Regions from separate parts of the Mus musculus genome. Here region 1 is linked to region 2. Evidence: chromatin contacts called from public HiChIP or PLAC-seq data. All regions are on one chromosome and are shown on one strand. The core of a region is the stretch at or near the end of the contact, and the rest is flanking DNA. Distances in the headings are between cores, read along the strand shown.

Region 1 (5,581 bases), core at 2,927-5,426, 100 kb before region 2:
TGGGCTATTTTCAAAATACAGTAAATGGGATGTATGAATGCATGAATTTATAGAAAATACAAAAGCATACATGAAAGCAATTTTTAACAACTTATCTTTAGGATAATGATTATCAATTTTATCTAAAATGATGGTATGCAATAGGCAAATATCAATATTCTGCAATAACCAATTTAATTGCTGTTTGGAAAAAGGAACACAGATGCTTTGTCAGTTTTTTAAAACACAATTTTTTTGTTACAGTTTTTCTAAAATACATGAATTTATCTTACAATTCTTCTTTTTTTTTAATCTTACAATTCTTAATTAGTACCACAGCAGCCTTATAATAGGATGTTAAAACTTTACTTGGAGATTAAAAAAGATGATTTTACATTAATGTTTTCTTTTGCCAAAGAATTGCTGTGGGCACATTTAATAACCATAACTAAAATAGGCAGCTAATATTTAATTACCAGTGATTATAATTGATAACAATTATAAAAGCTTCTTTAGTTTTTGCAAAACCTTTTGTTCTTTACCAGTTAATTTGTATCTCTCTTGATAACATCCAACAAAGGTTTAAATCACCTTAATACCTTAAGGTGAGGTCTTAGCCAATTAACATCTCCTGGGAGCTTTTGAAAATAATTTGAAGCAAATCAATTTTTCTTTCTTAAATTTTCTGTACCACAATTTTCTAGTATAACTAAAACCCTAAATATTAAAAAGATATTGCCTCTGAATCTTTTCTGGAGCAATAGCTACTCCCAAGAACTTTAAAGCTCACTGTGTGAGAGCAAAGATTTGAAGTAAACTTCCCTTTAGAGGCATTAGCTAATAAAATACTTTCCACACTGAAAGATTCAAACTCTTAGCTTTTTTGTATTGAAGCAGAGACAATAAAAATCTTTCTTACATAATGTAAGACTAATAGCTTCCAAAACAGACTGCTGGCTGCCTGGACAGCTACCCAAAATTTCTCTATAACACTGGAGCATCCATCCTCAGCATCCTGGCCTACATATGACAGATATATTTGTGAAGCAGGAATATGAAGGACTGCTTACTGTGCCTTGGCAGAGCTTGGCAATTGGCTTTCCTGTGTCCAAATCTGACCATTTCAGACAGCTTTCTGACTTTTTTTTTCTTCGAAAACAGTTTTTCAGTAGGAGCTACACTGCTGTGCGTCACTCCTGGCTAAGGTGTGGGGCAACTTAAATCAGCCCCTGCTGTGTAAACTGAGACTGAATCTAGAGATGGGTAGCCAACAGATAAAGTTTTAAACATTATTTTTCTTTTCAACATGAAACATAGAACAACAGTCATTCAGACAACGAAACAAAGATAGACATGAATGGACACCTGGACATATTGGTGCACCAAACACAGACAATACAGAGAAGGTAGAGAACTTGATGTAACCAGAACTCAGAGTGTCTTCTGTAGGGGCCAGAGAGAAGGCCGGATGTCTCTGGATTTCTCTCTGTCCCTGGAAGAGTTCTGAAATCCATTTTTCTTCTCTCTCTCTCTCTCTCTCTCTCTCTCTCTCTCTCTCTCATGTCATTTGTGTATCTCCCTATTTTTTGAATTTTACTTATTTTATTTTATTTTATTTTATTTTATTTTATTTTATTTTATTATTTTAAGCCCTACTCCTCTCACCTGATGCAGTTCTTAACTGCGGACAAATGCCTGTTTTCTTTTTTACTCCCATTTTCCACTGTCAACCCCTAGCTGATATCAGCGCTGGGCCAATGCTGACTCAATCTAGCTTGTATCCTTTTGCACCTACAGCAACAATTTTGAAAGGATGAAGTTTAAAGCCAGGGCTAGTGTGAATACATGAACACAAAGTGTTGCTCAGTGTGCTGGATACATCTTCTTCTTAATCTTCCTGTAGAGCTCTACCGAGACAGTGTTCTCTCAGTTTGTCCTCCCATACTCAGGTTCCTGTTCAGACGCCATCTGTAGCTGCCTGTGGCCACACGAACTGAGTGGGAGGCTGGAGCTATAAGGGAGGAAATGGCGAGAGAAGAAATGAAACCAAGACAGATTTCTGGTCAAGGCCCAATGTTTACTAAGAGTCTGTGCTTATAAAGAGGGGAGGCTCATCCCCTGCCACACCAGGCTTCTTGATGCTTTGTTGCCAAGTTGTTAACACTAGGTCGCCAATTCCACAGGTTGTCAGCTATCTCAGAAATATCTCAGGAAGACAGGTTCGGCCGCTCAGCGGGTAGTGGTTCGCAGGTGACAGAGCAATAGAAGGGAAGATTCCACCCCAGGTGGTCTCATTCACAGTGGCAAAATAGATCTGAACCACCCTGCTCAAGGCTGGGAGAGGCTACATATAGTAAAGCTTTGCACACCCCAAAATGATTTTGGGTTAAAGGCATTAACACACTTTCCAGAATGCTGAATGTATAGGTTAGACAGAGATTTATTTTAGCACAATGAGAAGCAGTTTTCAAGTTTATATTTAAAAACAACCAATGGATAATTAAAATATTGAAGTTGTGATTATAACATTAACAGTAGTTTACCAGAACTAGATTAATAGTGCATTAGAACTCTGTTGATTAATGTTAAAACTTTGAACTTATGAATTCTTAATATAGCAGTAGCACAGAGAGGGGGAAAATCTGGAACATTTTTTAAAAAATATAGCTTAAAACACTTCATTAGACCTTTACAACTTGTATTTATATACCTTAGAATATTTTAAGACCCCCAGAACTTATATAAACTTTTAAGTTTTTAAAAATCTAATTATTTGCCATGAGACACAGTTCGGACATTACTGACAACAGTCATTATAAAGCAAATTAATTTAAAGGAACATTAAAAAGCTACTTTGAGGGGCTGTCCAGATAACTCAGCAGTTAAGAGCACTGACTGTTTTTCCAGAGATCCTGAGTTCAATTCCCAGCAACCATATGGTGGCCCACAAACATCTGTAATGGACCCTCTTCTAGTGTGTCTGAAGACAGCTACAGTGTATCGTGTGTGTGTGTGTGTGTGTGTGTGTGTGTGTGTGTGTATGTGTGTGTGTGTAGTATTTTTTAAAAACTTACTTTAAAATGTGTTTTGTGAATTTATCTCTATTTGGAGTCTGGTCGCAAGGTAAACTGTCTTTCTCAGCTGAGTCTCAGGGTAAAGAAGACCTGGTTATTATGTATGAAGGAAACTGAGCAGGCAGTTCGTGCCTTGGGGAAGTGGCTAGTATGCTTGCTGCTGTTAAAGCTACAGATCTCAAACCATCAGAGATCTGAGAAAGATAAACTATAGCTGGAAGTATAATCTAACTGGCCTATGAATCAATTAAAACAACTGAGACCCATTACCTAGGTTACCGTAGGCTCTGGTGATTTCCACAGTTTTTCTGGGGGCAGTGGTTGTAGGTCTTCAGCTGTCATACAGGACAGCATTTAATCTTCAGGTGACTACAGAACAGCATTGGCCTATGGCTGTCAGACCCAGGTCTTTTTCCTATAGAGAGATTTTTCCTATAGAGGAACTTGGAGAAATTGACTTGACATTGACCAGGTAGAGTAGGGCAATCAACCCAAAAATATCCACAGTTTGGGCAGAGTCCTGGTGGCAGGTGAAGTGTGAGCCAATGGTTAGTGTTACCATAATCCAGGTAGAGTCATTGCGCCCAATATGTCTTCCTTAGAGACCATGGGATTCCCATTAGGAAGGGGCCTGTCTATTATGGAAAACTTGAACATCTTAAATGCCATGTGCAGCAGATCTCTAAAGAGTCTGAGGGCTGTTATTTTTTTCATAACATGTCCATCTACAATAGCCTCCCCTGGGTGTGGGGGCAAGAAGGAAGAGTTAATAAAGGAAGCATATCCATTTATTTTTGTCTTTTTAAGTAAAGAAATGTAGTTCAGATTAAACTCTAAGCAAAATGGCCAAACAGAGAACTGATATGACCTGGCGTTTGGATGGAATGAAGCCTATAGTGTGCCCTGACACTTGTGGACCGTTGCGTTAATCACTTGTCCATCAATGTGACAAAATTCCCAGGCAAAGTCAACTTAAAGGAGGGAAGATTGAACTCTGCTCATGGCTTTGGAAAGGTTTGGTCAATGGTTGCATGGCTGGCTGCTGTGGGCTTATGTTAAGGCAGAGCAGCGTGAGAAGGAGTTTGTGGTGGAACAAAGCCTCATTGGCAGCCAAGATCAAACCTCAGCCTTCAACGGTACATCCCCAGTGACCACTTCCTCCAGCTGTTAAGGAAGGCTTTTCTTCAACAGTCTGTGGAACTATGAACTCTGCTCTACAAAGTCTTACAGCAGCCTTGTAAGTCAGGCATTAGTATTCTACTGAGTATAAATGAAGATCCATCCCTGAGGTTCAGGGATGTTGAAAAAGTTGTCCAGAGTCACATAGCAAGTAGCAGGTGTCTGTTTGAAGGCACATACTTAACTTGAGCCTCATTATCCCACTGGCTAAGTTAGAACCCCATGGTCCAATCACTTCTTAATGGCCCCACCTCTGAACGTTGTTACTGGGGACATTTCATATTCAAACTATAATACTTCAGTCTTATAGCAACTGAGTCAAAATAACCAGGAAAAACTCATTCCTCTTTCAGGAAATGTACCTATGAGTTCTAATTAGTCATGTGATGTCATTTACTAGTTGTCTTAGCTGAGATTTCTATTGCTGTGATGAAACACCATGACCTAAAGAAAAAGGGAAAGAAAGGGCTTATTTAGCTTATTCCTGCACATCACTGTTCATCACTAATGGAAGTCAGAACAGGAACTCAAACAGGGCGGGAATTTGAAGGCAGGAGCTGATGCTGCTTACTGGCTTGCTTCCCCTGGCTTGCTCAGCCTGCTTTCTTATAGACTCAGGAACACCAGTGCTGGGATGGCCCTACCCTCCATGGGCTGAGCTCTCCCCATGAGTCACTAATTAAGAAAATGCCCTGTTGGCTTGCCTACATCCTGGTCTGATGGAGGCATTTTCTCAGTTGACTTCCTCCTCCCAGATAACTAGTTTGTGTCAGGTTAACATAAAAGTTAGGAAGGACACCAACCCATATTTTCTATTTTGTTGGGCTAGTAAACTCCGGATCACTATGATTAAGTCCCTGCCACTACACATTTCTGACCACCAGTCCCTCAAAAACCAAAAACCAAAAACCAAAGACCAACAACCAAAAACCAAAAAACAACAGAACTATACTTTGTGCTTCATCATCTGAGTATGCAAATGAAACACTTTGGGAGCAATTTGATTTAGAAGCAACATTTTTGGATGGATGTAAATTTATCTTTTCTCTTGAGAGAACCCTACAAAGTTACAAAGTTTGGCAAATTTATCCAAGAAGGAAATACAAAATGATTTTGGAGGCAGTTTCCCTGTGGCATCGTTATTAGGGAGCAGATGCCTTATCTGCCTAAATGAGGACAAAGAATGCTTCCAGTTAATGAGACCACAGATTCCAGACACTTCTCAGTGAGAATGCAAACAGTTTGATTATGAAGACACTTACTGCTTTGTGTGTGACTCTATGGTGCCTATTGAATTTAATTGAAAAACAATTAGGATTGTAATACCCAGATTTTTTTTTCTAAACTCT
Region 2 (5,128 bases), core at 1,654-4,153:
GAAATACCTCCTGGAATTCTAAGTGTGAATTCAATCTAGTCTGGCAAACTCTGTCATTTGTCCCATGAAGGGTGGCAGAAACGAAGCAAGCTTATGTTAATGGGCTGTTTATATAGCTGTTGGGATAGTGAATTGGCTATGTGTGTGTCTACGTGTGTCTGTCTGTGTGTGTGTGTGCATGTGGTGTGTGGGTGTGGTGTGTGGTACATATGGTGTATGTGTGTGTGTGGTGTGTTTGTGTGCTGTGTGTGTAATGTGTGTTTTGTGTGTGTGTATGGTATATGTGTGTGTGGTGTTATGTGTGTGTAGTGTGTATGTATGGTATATGTGTGTGGTATTATGTGTGTGGTATATGTGGTGTGTGTGTGTGTGGTGTGTGTTATGTATGAGGTGTGTATGTGTATGAAGTGTGTGTGTGTGGTGTGTTTGTGTGCTGTGTGTGTAGTGTGTGTTTTGTGTGTGTGTATAGTATATGTGTGTAGTGTGTATGTATGGTATATGTGTATGGTGTTATGTGTGTGGTATATGTGGTGTGTGTGTGTGTGTGTGGTGTGTGTTATGTATGAGGTGTGTATGTATATGAGGTGTGTGTGTGTTTGTGTGTGTGGTGTTATGTGTGTAGTGTGTATGTATGGTATATGTGTATGGTGTTATGTGTGTGGTATATGTGGTGTGTGTGTGTGGTGTGTGTTATGTATGAGGTGTGTATGTATATGAGGTGTGTGTGTGTGTTTGTGTGTGTGTGTGTTTTTGTGGTGTTATGCCTGGGGAGTGTGAAAACAGTTTCTCGAAGTACTTTGGGAGTCAGGTTGGCTGCAGAGTGCTGCCCACAGAACTCTGCTCTTCAGCTTTGTCCTGGCAGGCAGTTATGTAGTCCAGGAAGTACCTAGCCACTCTTGTTCTCACCTCCTAGCACCTCCCAAGTGGCGAAACTGTCCTGACCATAAGCTAAGTGGGCTGTAGCCAGTGCACTGCTTGAAGGACACAGAAGAAAGGCTGGAGGGTGGCAGAGCAGAGAACATGGCATTTTGGAGCCCCATGGTCCACCCCATGTAAAGGGTGAAGGGAACCAGGGCACCCAGAGATGGAGGGACTCACCAATGGTCAGGGATCAGGGAACAATCGGTAGAACTGGGCTGAGAGTCTGGGCAGACAGTGGAAATAGTAGGGACATTTCTTGTTCTTCTAACTGGCTCTACAGTAGCAGACCATCCCTAGGCCCAGGTGATCTGATGTCTAGTGTTGTTCTGGTGGACCTGGTCCCTTGAGTACTCAGGCATGGCTTGAGGGGTTTGTAGCCCAAGAAAGCTCCATGAGAACCAGATATTAGTGCCACCAAGTGCATGCCATCTGAAGTGGGGAAAGAGGTTGGTCTCGTTCTGGGACTGGACTGAAGTCCTCTGTGCATGTGGAAAAGGCTGCTTTTAGAAGACTCAGAGCTTCCCTCCCTGCTGCCTGAAAAGTTGATGTCATGAGTGACACACAGGGTTCAGGCCTTGCTTCCTGTGTCCATGGAATCGACTGTCACAAACTAGGCACCTTGACACAGTAGACATACATTGATTCGCTCACAGCTGTGCAGGCTCTATATCCAGAGGCAGAGGTGTTGCTGAGCCCCACTTTTTCTAGATGCTCAAAGAGAAATAGTTCTTTCAATTATAATTAGTTAGTTAATTAATTAATTAATTAATTAACTTATTTATTTAGAGATGGGGCAGTCCTATGTTGCCAAGGCTGCTCTTGAACTTGTGGGCTCAGATGTTCCTTAGCCTTCTGAGCCTCTGGGACTCTGGGTGTGTGTCACCATGCCTGGTGGCTTGCCTCTTTTAGTTTCTGCTGGCTGTGGGTGTTTTGGCCTCCAAAGTCTGTCTTCCTCTCCTCTGTGGTTGATTCTGAGGATACTTTCTGTGGGGTGCAGGCCCACTTTCCGTGGGGTACAGGCCCACCTTCAGCACCCACACTGGTCTTTTTCAGTATCCTTACTTGCATCTGCAAAGAGCGTCCCTTTTTTTTTTTTCTAAAGAAAAGTTAATTTTCTCTGGTTCTGGGGCATAGTTTGGGGAGCCCATTCATTCTACCACCAGGCTTAGGGGTGCACATGCCTTTCTTGATTCTCTATTCTGTGTCAGACTTAGATTTTATCTCCCTCCAGAACCTAGAATACATCATTGTTTCAAAACCGAGTGGGGGTTCGGGGGCTGACAATATTAGCCCGACCTGACCTTCACAGGGAGTCTTCTGCACTTGGCTTTGCTCGATGGCCTTGGAGGGAATGGAGGGGAGAGGCTGCAGACACTTCCTGCTGAGGGCTTGCCCAAGTGCTTTCAGAAATGCCCTGAGAAAGTCTGAGGGAAGGCTGAGGGTGTTGGAGACATTTTAAGGAAAGAACTCAGAAGCAGGCCAGACTCAAGTTTCTCTCCCTTTAGAGAACATTGTTCAGAAATGTTCTATACAGGTGCAGCTGGGTCCTCAGCCAGCCTTACCATGTGTCAGCACTCCCACCCTTCGGCCAGGTGCCTAGATACATGTACCAAGGGTACAAGGTAAGGTTCAGTGCAGCTCCGTCATCTGCCTTACTAATTTAATGACAGGAGCCCACCAAGGGGGCTGTAGCAGGAACACCCATGCTAGTGCATGAATTATTGAGTTTGGTTTCCCGCACTGAACACCTACCCAGAGGAAGAACCTGAACCCAGTCACTGAGAGGCAATTGTATTTGAGTTCTGTTTCTCTGGGGAAGGGGAGGGCCTGAGTTTGGTTTTCCAACCACTTTGCTGTTTGACTTTGAACTAGAGTAAGGAAAAGAAAGAGAAACAAAAAATAAAAGGTGAGCTACTGCTCTGTTGTATCCCGCCACATCAGCTGAATCTTCATTGCTTTGATCAAAGTTACTTAGAGAATTAAGTTTCACCAGCTCACCAGCTGAAGGAAAAGGTTTGCCTTACAGCAGGAAATCAGCTACATAAACTGTAGGGTTTGAAAGAAATAAAAAAACAAGAGCCATTGTGTGTGTGTGTGTGTGACAGAGTGTGTGTGTGTGTGTGTGTGTGTGTGTGAGAGAGAGAGAGAGAGAGAGAGAGAGAGAGAGAGAGAGAGAGAGAGAGAGAGAGAAAAGTTCAAGTTGGTGATGGGAAGGATGGAAGGTTGTGAGGCTGTAGCGGTGCCCTTCTTAGTATGGGGTCCTGTACACCATGAAGCTGGCCTGGCCCTACACAAATGCTACTGATGCATCCTGCTTTTGACAGCTTATTTCCCAGAGAATGACCAGGGCAGCTTACTTTGCCTGTTTAGAGCACAGCTTCTTGGTAGGGGACCGGGCAGTGTATGGGCTGGGTAACTCCAGTTGTTGCCTCCATATCATCTTGGCTGGCTCCCTTCCCCCCCCCCCCCCCCTGTGTCCTAGACGTAGCCTTGGTCAGTGGTATCAGTACTAGTGTCTGTCTTCTGATCAACACTGGGTCCAGCAGATGACAGATGTGTGAGGGGAGGCAGGGCACAATTCTCTCGTTCCTTCTCCGGTCATCATGTTGGAGGTTGCCAGTCTGTATGCCAAGGCACACCAGCTTCTGCCAGCTGCCTTCTTGGTACAGCAGCGTACTGAGTTCCTATAGCCACTTCCTCTAGGACTACAGATGCAGGCATGCTAAAGCCACCCTAGATCCTTACCCTGGGTTTCACTGTTTACCTAAACCCCATTTCTCAGCAGGACCAAAGAACATCCTTGAAGTCTGGCCGAGATCCTAATGGACTCAGCAGCTCCGGACTAGGAGTTGACCACACCTTGTGCTAATGCAGAGCAGAAAGCCAAGCCAATAATTTTGATGAGTTTTCCGGACCAGCTTCAGGGGCAGGACCGGACAGGCAGTCTGTATTAGTTAGCTTTAGTTACTGTAATAAAATAGCTACAACAATCCGTTTAAAAAGAAAGTTAGTTTCTTGGGACTGGTAGTTTTGGAAATTTCAGTTTATTTTCATTGCTTAGCCTGGGGGAGCGCAGCGGCCATAGGAAGCTGCTCCCTTCTTGGTGGGGGGAGGGCAGACAGAATGAGGGGCTGGGCCCTGTGTCCCCAGTGGCTGCTTTGCTCATCTAACTTTGCAACTCCTTGCTAACAGGTTATAAATGGTCAAGAAGGGCTTCAGGGGCGGGGTGGGGGGTGGGGGAGGGGGGGATGGGGATAAGGTGATCACGTGATCTAGCATTTACAGCAGAACCCGCTTGTGAGGGAAAAGGAGTGCAGAGTGACCGTTCAAGGCAGATGGCGGCTGTGCAGAGCCACCCTAGTTAACCAGGACAGAAGAGAATTTTCTAAAAATGTTTTGTTTTTGTTTTTGTGTGGTTTTTTGAGACAGGTTTTCTCTGTGTAGCTCTGGCTGTCCTGGAACTCACTTTGTAAACCAGGCTGGCCTCAAACTCAGAAATCCGCCTGCCTCTGCCTCCTGAGTGCTGGGATTAAAGGCGTGCGCCACCACGCCCGGCTCTAAAAATGTTTTTATATTTTGCCAACCTACCACACTTTGGTTTATGAAATGAAAACCTGAACTTTGAAAAACAGAAAAAAGTTAATTTTTTAAAAGTATTGTATTTATTATATTGGTGTATGTGTGTGTGTTTGTGTATGTGGGAAGGTATGCTTGGGTGCCAGGACACAGCTGAGGAGGTCAGAGGAGAGCTTTGTGCGTTGGCTTTTTCCTCCCTTTTTATGTCATTCTGAGGACTTGAACTGGGTCTATCAGGCTTAGACTGCAACTACTTCAACCCTCTAAGTCACATTGCCAGCCCAGGTGTTTTTCATTTAATTAAAACATTTTAAGCTTTTAAAATGTTTTTGAGATTATAACATAATTACATCATGTCCTCTTTTTCTTCCTTCTGCCCAAAGTCTCCTAAGTTACCCCCTGCTCATCTTCAAACCCATGGTCTCTGTCTTTAGAGATTTTGTAAACATTTATTTATTTAGTGTGTGACTATGTGAATGTATGCCCCACAGGATACCACAAACCAGGCATCGGGGGCAGCAGACACCTATCAGTGCCCTCCTTCTACCCTGTGAGTTCCGGGACTGAACTCTGGCCTCGAGGCTTAGCAGCAAGTGCCCTTATCAGTTAAGCCATCTTGCTGGCCCCCAAA

What was found. HiChIP or PLAC-seq counts read pairs in DNA pulled down with a chosen protein or histone mark.
Region 1: a contact with region 2 is called in an H3K27ac HiChIP or PLAC-seq map of T-cell acute lymphoblastic leukemia, with 2.8 times the contacts expected there. The contact joins two enhancer-like sites. A contact is called at or near these places in 4 of 39 promoter capture datasets (the 3T3-L1 cell line, frontonasal cranial neural crest and second pharyngeal arch cranial neural crest), 5 of 484 Hi-C or Micro-C datasets (cerebellum, cortical neurons, muscle stem cells and 2 more), 5 of 115 datasets of contacts at active chromatin or transcription factors (T-cell acute lymphoblastic leukemia, double positive thymocytes, embryonic stem cells and 1 more) and 2 of 9 other capture datasets (adipose tissue and pancreatic islet).

What each region holds. Positions count from the first base shown.
Region 1 is chr15:37,883,921-37,889,501 of GRCm38.p6, reverse strand. No RefSeq gene overlaps it. Among named protein-coding and RNA genes, the nearest start is that of Gm35019, 21 kb to the left of the region's middle. Within about 2 kb of position 4,176, at least 18 of the 459 cell types and tissues checked have an H3K27ac peak or open chromatin away from gene starts, as enhancers often do. A contact at or near this core is called in T-cell acute lymphoblastic leukemia and double positive thymocytes, where this site is marked.
Region 2 is chr15:37,781,251-37,786,378 of GRCm38.p6, reverse strand. It overlaps a transcript of Ncald not described here. Among named protein-coding and RNA genes, the nearest start is that of Gm15942, 83 kb to the right of the region's middle. Within about 2 kb of position 2,903, at least 12 of the 459 cell types and tissues checked have an H3K27ac peak or open chromatin away from gene starts, as enhancers often do. A contact at or near this core is called in T-cell acute lymphoblastic leukemia and double positive thymocytes, where this site is marked.